3 separate regions of the Sus scrofa genome follow, and regions 1 and 2 are each linked to region 3. A link is a contact called in public HiChIP or PLAC-seq data. All regions are on one chromosome and are shown on one strand. Each heading gives the region's core, a stretch centred on a gene start, on an enhancer-like site or on the middle of the called end of the contact. The rest is flanking DNA. Distances are from core to core; before and after follow the strand shown.

Evidence for each region. HiChIP or PLAC-seq counts read pairs in DNA pulled down with a chosen protein or histone mark.
Region 1: an H3K27ac HiChIP or PLAC-seq map of alveolar macrophages shows a contact between it and region 3. The contact joins the promoter of RFESD here to the promoter of GLRX in region 3. A contact is called at or near these places in 2 of 47 Hi-C or Micro-C datasets (heart right ventricle and liver) and 2 of 2 datasets of contacts at active chromatin or transcription factors (alveolar macrophages and skeletal muscle).
Region 2: a contact with region 3 is called in an H3K27ac HiChIP or PLAC-seq map of alveolar macrophages. The contact joins the promoter of ELL2 here to the promoter of GLRX in region 3. A contact is called at or near these places in 2 of 47 Hi-C or Micro-C datasets (embryonic fibroblasts and liver) and 1 of 2 datasets of contacts at active chromatin or transcription factors (alveolar macrophages).

What each region holds. Positions count from the first base shown.
Region 1 is chr2:102,241,065-102,245,209 of Sscrofa11.1, reverse strand. RFESD (Rieske domain-containing protein) reads right to left here and starts at 1,422. Exons shown (of 4, transcript XM_003123769.5): 1 at 1,287-1,422.
Region 2 is chr2:102,589,094-102,592,934 of Sscrofa11.1, reverse strand. ELL2 (RNA polymerase II elongation factor ELL2) reads left to right here and starts at 1,519. Exons shown (of 12, transcript XM_003123796.5): 1 at 1,519-1,817. The coding sequence starts at 1,671. LOC106508433 (a long non-coding RNA gene) reads right to left here and starts at 1,347. Exons shown (of 16, transcript XR_002342060.1): 1 at 1,091-1,347.
Region 3 is chr2:102,435,694-102,439,507 of Sscrofa11.1, reverse strand. GLRX (glutaredoxin) reads left to right here and starts at 1,747. Exons shown (of 3, transcript NM_214233.1): 1 at 1,747-1,970. The coding sequence starts at 1,764.

The DNA of each region.
Region 1 (4,145 bases), core at 173-2,672, 190 kb after region 3:
TAAACTTTGTGAGCATTGATATATAAATATTAACATTTCATCTAAGCATCCACAGATTTATAAAAATAGGTGGTCTTCTAGTAAACTTCTAGCAAAGTAAATGTGTGTGTATACACCATGTGTGTGTGTGTGTATCTCCAAAGATGATTTTCATGAAAATTTTTGCTGTTTGCACCTGTGGCATATGGATGTTCTTGGGTTAGGGGTGGAATCAGAGCTGAAGCTGCAGGCCTACATCACAGCAACACCAGATCCTGAGGGCATCTTCAACTCAAACCACAGCTTGTCACAACTCTGGATCCTTAGTCCCCTGAGTGCAGAGGGGGATGGAGCCCGGATCCTCACCGAGACTATGTCAGGTTCTTAATCTGCTGATCCACAACGGCAACTACTACTGAATTTTTAAAAATTTAGGCACAATAATGTACAAGAGTTGTGTCAACGAATGTTTAAAACAATACTTCCCTAATAATTTAATAAAATCACTTAGTCACTCTGGAGGCCAATACTGTCCTCTGTGATATTAGAGATCTGTGAGCACCAGGTGAGTTCACCTGGGTTTGAATCCTGGCTCTGCCATGACTTGAGGGAAGTCAGTGTTGCTGCAGTTTGCCAGCTCTAAGAAAGCCCTGCACATAGGGCGGTGGTGAGGGGTATATATATGCCTGACCACAGTCAGGTGGCTCGAGTAGGGCTTAAGTATGAGAAACGCTACCATCATGTAGAGATAATCGCTAAGGTCCTGCCCACCGTGCTAGCCAGTGGGCAATGACCTCAAGCTGTGTTTAACATTTTAGCAAAGACAGCATGCAGCTGTCAGATGGAGCTGTGGTCAACAAACACAGAGCACCAGCGTGGCTGTCCAGATGTGCTGGATGGCTCCATCTACAGACTTCTGGAGATAGATATCTAGGACCGCTGGGCCGCAGAAACCCTTGGGCAGTTATTAAGCGTTGGAGGTTACAAATGCCAGGAAAGCTTGTTTTAAAACGCCCGGCCAGCCCCACTGAGGCGGCAGGTCCGGGCTACAGCCCAGTAAACCTTTGTGGTGAACAAGCATGATGGGTTTGCAGTGTGGGGCGGAAGCCTGCCCTGGGCGTTAATGGTTAAGGGACTTGGGGTCCACAGCGGAAGAACCGCGGCGCTCAGCAAAGCCTTGGAGCAAATGCCAAACGACAGTCTCCTTCGCCGCTTCAGGTTGCCGCCGCCGGAAGGGAAGCAGCGAGCCTTGCAAGCCCGGCCCGGCCCGGCCGGCAGCCTAACCCCCAGGCCGGGACAGAACTTACCTTCCTCAAATCCCGCGCTCCACCTCCGTGTGACCCGGTCGCTGCGTCGCCGCGGAAGGCTATTGCAGGAGCCAGCGACCGGAATACGGCTCAAAGCTCCGAGGGGCGGGGCGAAGCCGCTCACGTGACTGAGCATGCTCTTCCCCCAGGGCCTCCGTGGCCTTACTGGCCATTGGATGATTCCCACCCGACAGATGCCGCTGGCCAACCGTGCTCGCACGCCAGGACTTGGAACTGACAGTCTTAATCCTATGTTTGACAAACCTCGGTGCCACCAATTTATTTTTTTCTTTTTACCACCACACTTGTGTCCTGTGCAGGTTCTCCTGCTAGGGGTGGAATTGAGGCTGCATTTGCTTATGCCCGAACAAAAACGGATCTGAGCTGCATCCGTCTATGCCGCCTAGGCTTGTGGCAATGCCGGATCCTTAACCCACTGAGCGAGGCCAGGGACCTAACCTCTTCCCCACAGACACTATGTGGATTTTTAACCTGCTGAGCCATAAGGGGAACTCCCGTCAGTTAATTTTTAAATGTTTGTTGAGCTCACCACATTTATCCAGATTTTAAACACCACTGGGGCTCTCACTTCTAGGAATTTACCTTTTAAAAATATTTGCGGAAGTTCCTCACAGTTGCATGTAATCTAAGTTCAGAGATATTTATTTCAAGGAAAAATGACAGTAGCGCTAATGATCAACAGGGAAGTGGTTAAACAAAAAAGAATTAGACATGTGAATTACTTTGCAGCCACATACTCAAGAGCAGATTTCAAGATATGGATGAATTTGTTAAAAAGCAGAGTATGGAATAGTATGTGTGGTGTGCTTTCTTTATAGTAAATAAAAGTTATTTCTCAAGATACTAATGTGTAGATATGTACATTTAAAAAAATATGGTTACTTTAGGGGAGATAGGTTTTCACTTTTGTATTTTGAACTTTGCAACTTGGGTTTTTCTCTGAATTTTTTAAAAAAGAAAAAACCCACAAACCACGCACCTCATATTCGCATCCAAAGTTGGAAGCTATGTGAGTGTGATAGCGTTTTTTTGTTTGTTTTTCCTTTTTTCTTTTTTTTTTTACAGTTTCCTTGGCTGTCTTCTAAGCAGTGATCCTTAACTTTGGTCACACTTTAATCACCCGGGAGTCATGATGAACAGACCAATAAGATAACTCTCTAGGGGTTGGTAGGAGGAGGGGGAATCAACATATTTTTTCTAACTTTCCCAGTAAATTCTAGTGTGACCTCAAGGTTGAAAAACTAGTCTATATTTAATACAATGACACACTGATCTGAGGTCCTAGAGAGGACCAGTGGGCTTGGGGCAGCTGAAACCCCAGAGCCTTCTTCATTTACCTCAGTATGTCATGTAAATGCTGTAAGCCAAAACATGTAAAAGATTGAGAAGCTCAGAATAATGGATTTGATTCCAATTTTATTTCTATTCTGCCCAGTATAGTTTTAATGTGATAGTAATATTTTATGGGATAATTTCACTTTTGACCATTTGTTCCACTGATCCAAGCACAAATTAACCATCTAGTTTTGATAAATTGCTTTACTAAAGTGATAATAAAATACATTTGATTTATTATCATTTACAATACCCATTAGCCATCCCAAATTATTTTATTGGCACATGGAGCATGTTAGCAGTACTCAGCTTGTATCATTGAAAGAATAAGTAAGGTTTGCCGTTTTTTAATGAGTATTACTTCTTTTTTGCTTTGGCATAAACCAGGCATTAAAGTAAGACACATCTTAGATCCACTGACCTTAAATCTAATTTTTGAATGGATTGAATACCTCAGTTGATATGCACTCATATGTGCATAAGATGAATGAGAGAGAAACGCACAACTTTCTTTTATCTCTACCTAAAGTATTGATGTGGTTAGTTATGGGAAAGTATGACTTGAAAGCTGTAGTGGGATGCAGAATAAACTACCTCTCTCACTTCTGAGACGCAAACGTATGTGCACAGCCTAGCTGGCACAGGTGCATGAGTTAATGACAGGAACCCATAATGCCCATCTGAAAGTTGTTACAGTTCGGGATAAAATTTATGATTCCTACTGTCATTTCCCTTTTCTTTCTTTTTCTCCCTTCCTCCTTTCCTTCATCTCTCTCCGTCTCCCTCTGTCTCTTTCTCTCTCTTTCTTTTCCTTTTTTTTTTTTTCTTGACAATTGATTAGTTCCAGCCAGAGTGGGCAACACCACCACAAAGTTCTACCTGGGGACATGTGGGGGCAGTTTCTACTTCTGTCATTCTGTTTGTTCCTTCCTCCTTGTGTTCTTTCAGCCTCCCCTTTCCTACTAGCGACATCTAGTGGTAGCCCTGGAAGGAGTTTTGTTTCCTGTCACCAAAACCTGCTTGCCTTCTGTGAGCCTGCCCACCAATATCTTTGTCTCTAAATACTCTGAAATATCCCTTCTCATTTTTGTGAGCTCTTGCTCTGCTCTGAGCATGAAGCTGTTTCCAGGCAAGCTTTTCTGAGACCAAAACTTTCCTCTCAGAGAGGTTTAAAACCTGCCTTCAATCCCAAGCCAAAATCTGAGAGCTAGTGAAAACATCCATGTTGTTAGTTTCACTACAGGGAGGTTGAAGAGTATCCAGCAATCAGGATTTCCTAGTCCTCCAAACCAGAAAAGGGTGATAACATTGCCTCTATTATGCCACTGGGATTATGGTCATGAGAAAGTTAGGGTGGCTTTAAACACTACCTGTCTGCTTGCAACAACAAAATGAAAGTCTACACAGCATTCATTTGGGTGGCAGCCCATGTAATATCTCCATCTGGATATTGTTGCAGAAACAGTGGTGTTCATTTAGCATCCCACCTAGTAGCCTGCGTTT
Region 2 (3,841 bases), core at 270-2,769, 150 kb before region 3:
GGAGAATTCCTTCCGTAATTTGTATTATGCACTTAAAATGCTTGAGGGTCCGAGTCAAGAGGTAATGTAGATTTAGGCTGGAGTATTTATTAAGGGGGCTGAGGAAATCATGATAAACTCCCACTTTCTGGAAAATCATAGCTCTATCCAATTGAAACGTATGGGAAATACTAATTAAGTACCTATAAATTTTTCTGGGGAATCCTTATAAAACGCAACAAGGTTTTACAATCTGAGGGAAACAACAACCGTCTCAATTTTTTTAAAGTAATTTTCAAAAAACTGCCTTGCAACAATTTCAAGACTTTTAACGGTTTGTTTTCCTCCGGTGTTTCTGATCACCCAGTTAATTCATCCTCTCTGACTGGAAGCCTGTGTCGGTCCATCCACACGCAGCCTGAAGAGGGCGGTGATTAGGCTCCTTGGTTTAGCCACGCCTACACGCGGAGCATCGCGAGGAATGGAAAGCACGTCCAGCCTCCGCACCCCCTCACACACCCATCTCCTCCACCTAACATCAATTGCTTAAACTCTAGCAAGGTTCTCCTACATCCCTGTCAAATGAAATGGACAGAACCCAAACGAACCAGAGAACCATGTCCATGCTTCTCTTAATTTAGGTCAAGGACACTTATACCCTTCTAACAACCCTTTGAAAGGAGATGTCATCTCAACCCTAAGCACCTCTCCAAGTCCCATAAAAAGCACAACCCTGCCCCCACGGCGAACTCCAGTTTATTTTTCTCTGGATCACAAGAGGGCATGGCGTGGAAAAAAAAAACCTTTAAATTCTGTTTTCTATAATACCATGCCCATCGCACTAAGGAGATTTAAGGCATGGTGTTGTACTTAAGATGCTCCACACAATCTAGCACAAATCTTAAAGCCAAGGGCTAAATCACTAACTTCAGATTTAGGGCGAAATGACGAAGAAGGGCGTCCTCCCCAATTTCATCCGCTCAATACTAGCGCTAAATTTTGAGGAGAGACTCTCCAGTGACTCCGCCTACTACGACCTCCCTCACCAGCACGCCCCCTACTCCACAAGCTAACCCAGCCCGTCGGGGGACAAAGTCCTTACTAGGCTTACTTGGCCACTTATTTTGGGTGGGGATCCTCTTCTCCAAGGACCACCAGCGCAGGAAATATTCCCCCCACACTCCCGACTCTCCACTACTCTCCCCCCAAGGGGCGGAGCTCCGACTCCAGGTAACAGGACCAGGCAACCTGGGCACCCAATTAGCAGGGGATCCCCCAAACGAGCCTGGCCAATCGCGACCGGTGAGCCAAGACGACCAGACGTGACGTCAGGTGTGATTAAGTTGGCGCGTCACCCCAACGTCAGCCTCTCACCTCTCGGACGTCCCGTCCCGGGAGCAAAACTCCAGCGACTTTGGGCTCCGCCCCTGTGAGAGTGGAGGGCGGCCAATGAGGGAGGCTCCGAGGGGAACTGGGACCAATGAGACGAGCCCGGGGCGGGGCGCGAGGCCGGAGGGTGGGGCGGGTGGCGGCGGTGGCAGCCCGAGGTCTGGCTGCGCGCAGTATATGACAGTACGTCAGCAGCGGGATGGCCGTAGCTGTGGCGGCGGCTGCAGAAGCCCGAGCAGCCGCGGCCGCAGTGGAGCCTAGAGCCCGAGCGGCGTCGGCGGCGGCACCCGGGGGAGTTTAAGATGGCGGCAGGGGGGGCGGCGGGCCTGCGGGAGGAGCAGCGCTACGGGCTGTCGTGCGGGAGACTTGGACAGGACAACATCACCGTACTGCATGTGAAGCTCACCGAGACGGCGATCCGCGCGCTCGAGACCTACCAGAGCCACAAGGTGAGCTGGGCGGTCGGCCGACCGGCCGGGCTTAGGGAGGAAAAGGGCGTCCCTCACTGACCCACCGCGCCTCCTCTTGTCTTGGCACCTGGCTTGGGGCCGGCGGAGCGGTGGCTTGCCGCGGCTGCCGTCAGCGCCCGCGGCGGCAGAGCTGGGCAGGGCCGGGCAGAGTAGCTAACGCCGCCGTCCCGGGCCAGCCGGGCGCCGGGGCGTTGGAAGCGGGCGGGCGGGCGGCCCCTGGCGGCGGGGCCGAGGCAGCCGCAGCCGCGGTTCCGCTGCGCTGCCGCTGCGGGACTTTCCGACGGCGCCCGCGGGTTTTCTGCCTTTTCTGTCCCAACGGGAAAGAAAGGCACCAGGGAGACAAGTGAGATGGCTGTGCTGCCCATGGCGGCGGGGCGGGGGTTGGGGGGGGAGGGCAGCCTTCGGTAACGACTTACAAGAGGACTCGCAGGCACTTGGCGTTCGCGGTTTGAGGGTACCACCGTGGATCCGAAAAGTCAGGGACACTGGCCCTCCGCGTATGAATGTGGGACACACATTGTACTCAGGGACTTGGGGACACAGGCGCTTCGCGAAGGTTGGGGGGGCACACCGTGTACTCTCAAAGGCTGAGACACGGACGCTTGGCGTGCCAGGGAGGAGGGGGACACACCTTGCACTTCCAGGGACTCGAGTACACGGGCGCTTCGCGTTCCCAGAGACACAGCACGGAGTACCGGGAATCACACACACCCAGCGCTCAGCCGGGAGCACAGACTTCGGTTACTGAGGAGAGCGATTCTCCGTGGTCCTTATACCCGAAAGCCGCGTCGCGTCTGAGGCAGACTCACCGACCGGGAGACGTGGAGCCGGGGCGGGGGGAATACACTGCATCCCCGGCAGACTCGGGTTTCGCACTCTCCGGCGCATCCCGGACACACACACAACTCGAGCACCGCAAAGGCTCACTTACTCGGCAATTGGAGAACAAACCCAGGGACACGTTTTCATGCTGGGAAGGGGAAAAAAAAAAAGTGAAGGAGAGAGTAGGAGACATAGCGAAGAGACTCCGCAACGGAGTGCCTGGGCAAGCCGTTTATGGACATGCAGTACTGTGTATGGGCGAGGGAGACGGGAGTGAGTAGACGCATCGCGCAAGGGGAGGAATATACCATTTGAGGGGCCGGTAGCATTTGCTCTGAGAAGAGAGCCAGTCGGAGGAGAGAACCCGCAAGGCGTCCCGACAATTAATCGAGTCCATACCAAGGAAAGAAGCTCCGAGGAACTGATCTCATAAAACAGGCAGAGAGGGCCAGAGGGACACCCAGACGCAGAGTCATAGTTATTCAGATAAAAGTGGAGAAAGGAATTAACATCTGTTGAGCTCCCACTAGTGCCAGGCACTTTAAATGCTTAAATGGAAGGCATGAGTTGGAGGCAAAACCGCACAAATGTGAACCTGGGCCAAGGGAGACTTACCTTCAGAGAGGCCCCCTACATAAGCCTCCACACAGGAAGAGGCACACAGTTGTACACAGTTTGATGAATACATGAATTCACATGATAGTGTACATGTAAACAGCAGGAGAGACTCAGAGATGAGTGTGCCCTCAAGATGGTACTCATAGAATTGAGTGGACACATGGATGTACATTCCAGGGCATATGTGTTATTTCTCCAACCCCCCCCCCCCCCCGCAAGAAGCACAGGGTAGAAACACTCAGACTTGAGAGTGTAGGAAGGAGTGCAGACACAGGGAGAAAGATAACTTTTCCTCCACACCATGAAATCTCAGGGGGAAAAAAGGTCTCAAGTGTGACTGGTAGGTCAGTGTACACTCAGCAATAGGAAAACAAGAAGACACAAATAAATCTCATGTGTCAATAGCTACTCCCAGACAGGGAAGAGGCCAGCACCACCATGGAGTGGGAGGCCCATATGGGGGAAGCAAGACAGGTAGACAGAGCTATGGGGCAGACACTGAAGCAAAACTCAGCCCTCTCTGCAAGATGGAAAGATAAGCTTACCTCTTCCAAGAGGAGAGC
Region 3 (3,814 bases), core at 498-2,997:
GATAAGGAAGTCAGATTGCATTGAGGCAGGGACAGGCAGCAGAGGTGAGTCAGTACAGATGGCAAACAAAGCAGCAAGTTCCATGAGATTGGCTGGTAGGGAAGGACAGAGGCAAGGAAGCAGGATCAAAAGCGATGGAAGGTGGGGGTGGTGTTTGTAACAAGGGACAGATGTGACCAGAGTCACATGCCGAAGACAAAGAGCCAGCGGAGAGGGAGAGGCTAACCCCAGACACTGAGAAGAAAGCCGTTCTGAGGGGATCGCCAGGCACAAGGTGGGCTGAGGAACCTTGGGCCAGTGAGCCAAGGGTGGCCCTGAAGAGAGCCTGGGCTGCAGGAGTCTGAGCTAAAGGAAAGAGACAAAGAGAGGTGACAAGGACTCTGCCAGGAGCTTATTCAGGAAAGCTGAGGGCTGAGAAGTCCCAAGCCCTGAGGAGGCCCAGTCACCTCAGGCCTTCCCCCGCAACATGTTCCATTTGCTGACAGAGATCTTAACTATCAGTCCTTCTTTGTGTCTTAGCATCTGGGTTTCTTGCTTTGCCATTTAGCTTTAGTAATAATTAGAGCTGCTTCTGGGAATCAACTTTCTTCCCTTCTCTGGATGACATTAGGCTCCGGCTTCTGAAGGGACCATCAGTGAAGGTGGGCAGCTCTGGCGGGGGTCCTGATTTCAGTGTAAAACTTCCTGGGGAAAAGGAGAGTTCATTTTTAAAGGAGGTAGTATTCCCTGATTTCTTTATTTAACACCCTGCACGCAGAGGGGTCATAGTCAGTCCTGGAACAACAGACCTCACTCACCACCCCCTGAGCATGTGGGCACCAGGGAAAGAGCAGGTAAATGTGATGAATGTGATAAGTGAGTTATTACACCACGTCCTCGACTCAACAACAGTGAAAACAAAGGGTCATAAACAAAGGATCAAAGAGAGAAAAGGCCCCACATGGAATTGGCACTTTGAAATTAGGGTTTGTGTTAGAATTTGCTGCCTTGCGAAACTGCTGTCAAGGGTCACAAACTCAAACGCTAAGGAATGAGTGGCAGGTGTCCAGAAGGTAGGAGCCAGCACTCCCCAACCCCCATGCCTGTGGGCAGACCTGAGCATCTCAGCCCCAGCTACTGCCACACATGAGGGTGAACTGACTTTTCATAGAGGTGCCAAGTCTAGGTTCTTCTGTGAAATCCCCAGATGTTTAAATGTTGGAAATTCCATTAAACAGTCACAACAGCAAACAGTGCTAGCCAAGCAAGACAGGACGCAAAGCCACCATTTCAATTTCACTTCCTCTAAAGATATTTTGGCGCGTTCGTTCTGTTTCTTGAATGATTCTGTTTGCATGTGTCTTTAGGAACCGTGACTCTGAGAGAGACAACAAAGATTTAACTCTAAGAAGACCCTGCCTGCTCAGCCCACCCCCTCTGGGACTGGTCTGTACACTTAATGCTTCCTCAGAGAGTAAGGTGACTCTGCTCTTTTTCCAAGGATGGGCATTCCTAAAAGAGCTGAGGTCAGTGATGCCCTGGGCACAGCCGCTGATGATGACATGCAAGCATGCAAGCGCGCCTTCCTCCAGAGGTCTAGCTGGTGAATCACTCCAACTGAAATGACTTCGGGGCTGGCCCTTTAAAAGTTGAGCACGCTACCAGGCAAACTCCTCCTCCAGGGAGGTTCCTTTAAATGAAAGCCCGCTGGCTGGGGCCTCCGTTTTACACCCGAGCAATACCTTCTGTTGAGGTTTCCTCCGGGGAGGCAGCCGCCTGTCAGCATGGCTCAAGCATTTGTGAACAGCAAAATCCAGCCTGGGAAGGTGGTAGTTTTCATCAAGCCCACCTGCCCCTTCTGCAGAAAGACACAGGAGCTCCTCAGCCAATTGCCCTTCAAAGAAGGGCTTCTGGAATTTGTCGATATTACAGCCACCAGTGACACCAACGAGATTCAAGATTATCTGCAACAGCTCACAGGAGCCAGAACGGTGAGCCGGGGGTTTCATTCGGAAGGTTGGATAAAAGGCTCCCGGATTCCTTTTTCTTGCCTGGGGTGTGAACAGGGGATGCCTTTGCCTTCCTCTAGGACACCGCTAGGGCTCCGTCACTCCAGGCAGCGGGAGGGCTGTGTGGGGAGGGGGAGGGTGCCGGAGAGAAGACACTGCTTCCTTGAAAGGGTGGCTGGACTTCAGCCAAAGGTGCTCTCGGATCAGAGGACAGAGCACAGCTGACCGTGCTGTGCGTCAGGGTCATGGGCCCAGCAGCTGTCCTGGAGTCACTGAGGAGCTATCTGGAGTCTTTGTCTTAAGCACTGCCGAGAAGTGACAGTTTGAGGGCTGAAGTGGGAGGAGGGGTGGAGGAGCCAAGTGTGAGCTGTACATTTCTGTTGTTGAGTTAGAACCGCCGGCACTTTTTCCTCTGGGTTCACATGGCCAAGGAGGATTTGCTGCCCTTCAGTCTTACCTCCAGGATCTCTTTAAACTTAACCTAATTTGCTCATTTTTCCATATCCTATCTAACTCCTCCCAGGGAAGAACCTCATTCTAAATGACGGGATATTTCCAGACCTGTCAAGAGTAGGGAGGGAGGCCAGAGTCCGGATGGCTCTCACAATGGCTTGCTGGTTGATCCTGGCAAGTCACCTCCTCTGTGACTGCCAGCGACCTCCTGGCTGCAGCGCCACGCTGGAGTAGGCCACCTCTACTTCCTGTTTGCTGTGGACAGACAGTGAGACCCTAGGAGCCGCTCCCTTTCTGAAAAGGCTTCCTCTTCCTCAGCCAGCCAGCCAGGTCACCAGTAGCAGTTCAGGTGCTGGGGACGGGGGTTGGTGAGGGATGTCCCACCAGCTCAGCCAAGCTCCCTTTCAGGGTGCACATTCTACCACATGGTGTGCACAGAAGCATGTATCCTAGCTCAGGTTTAGTTTGACTTGCAGGGTTTTCTCTGGGTTCTTAGGGTAAAGAAGGGGAGGCTGTTTCTCTCCTACCTCTCTAGTCAGAAGTCAGCTTTCTGGTGCAGAGAGGGAGGGAGGCCATACATGTTACCCTATTGTTTCCAGGGCCCTGGCTGGGGTCTGAGGACCCTGGTCTCTGGAAGGCCCTGGAACAGGACACCATGGCCAGAAAGCCTCTTGCTGCTTGGCTGGACCACCAGCTGTGTAGGTTGCCCCGGTCCTGAGGGGGAAAGGGCAGGGCAAGTACTGCCATGGCCCAGCTCTGATGGTCTCTCGGCCAGTGGTTCCTAAATTTTGCTGCACATTAGAATCACCTGAGGGGCTTTAAAAATTTTTTTTAATTTACTTTGCTTTTTTAGGTCTGCACCCAAGGTATATGGAGGTTCCCAGTCTAGGGGTCAAATCAGCTACAGCTGCCAGCCTATGCCCCAGCCCCAGCCACTCCAGATCTAAGCTGCGACTATGACTTACACCACAGCTCACCAGATCCTTAACCCACTGAGCGAGGCCAGGGATTCAACCAGAAACCTCATGGTTCCTAGTCAGATTCATTTCCTCTGTGCCATGACGGGAACTCCTGAGGAGCCTTTTTTTAATGCTCAAGTTATACCCCAAGCCAATTAAATCATAATACGGGAGGTAGCATCCAGGCTTCATTCAGTATTTTTTTTTTTTTTTTTTGTCTTTTGTCTCTCTTTTTTTTGTTGTTGTTGTTGTTGCTATTTCTTGGGCCGCTCCCCCGGCATATGGAGGTTCCCAGGCTAGGGGTTGAATCGGAGCTGTAGCCACTGGCCTACGCCAGAGCCACAGCAATGCGGGATCCGAGCCGCGTCTGCAACCTACACCACAGCTCACGGCAACGCCGGACGGGAACTCCCA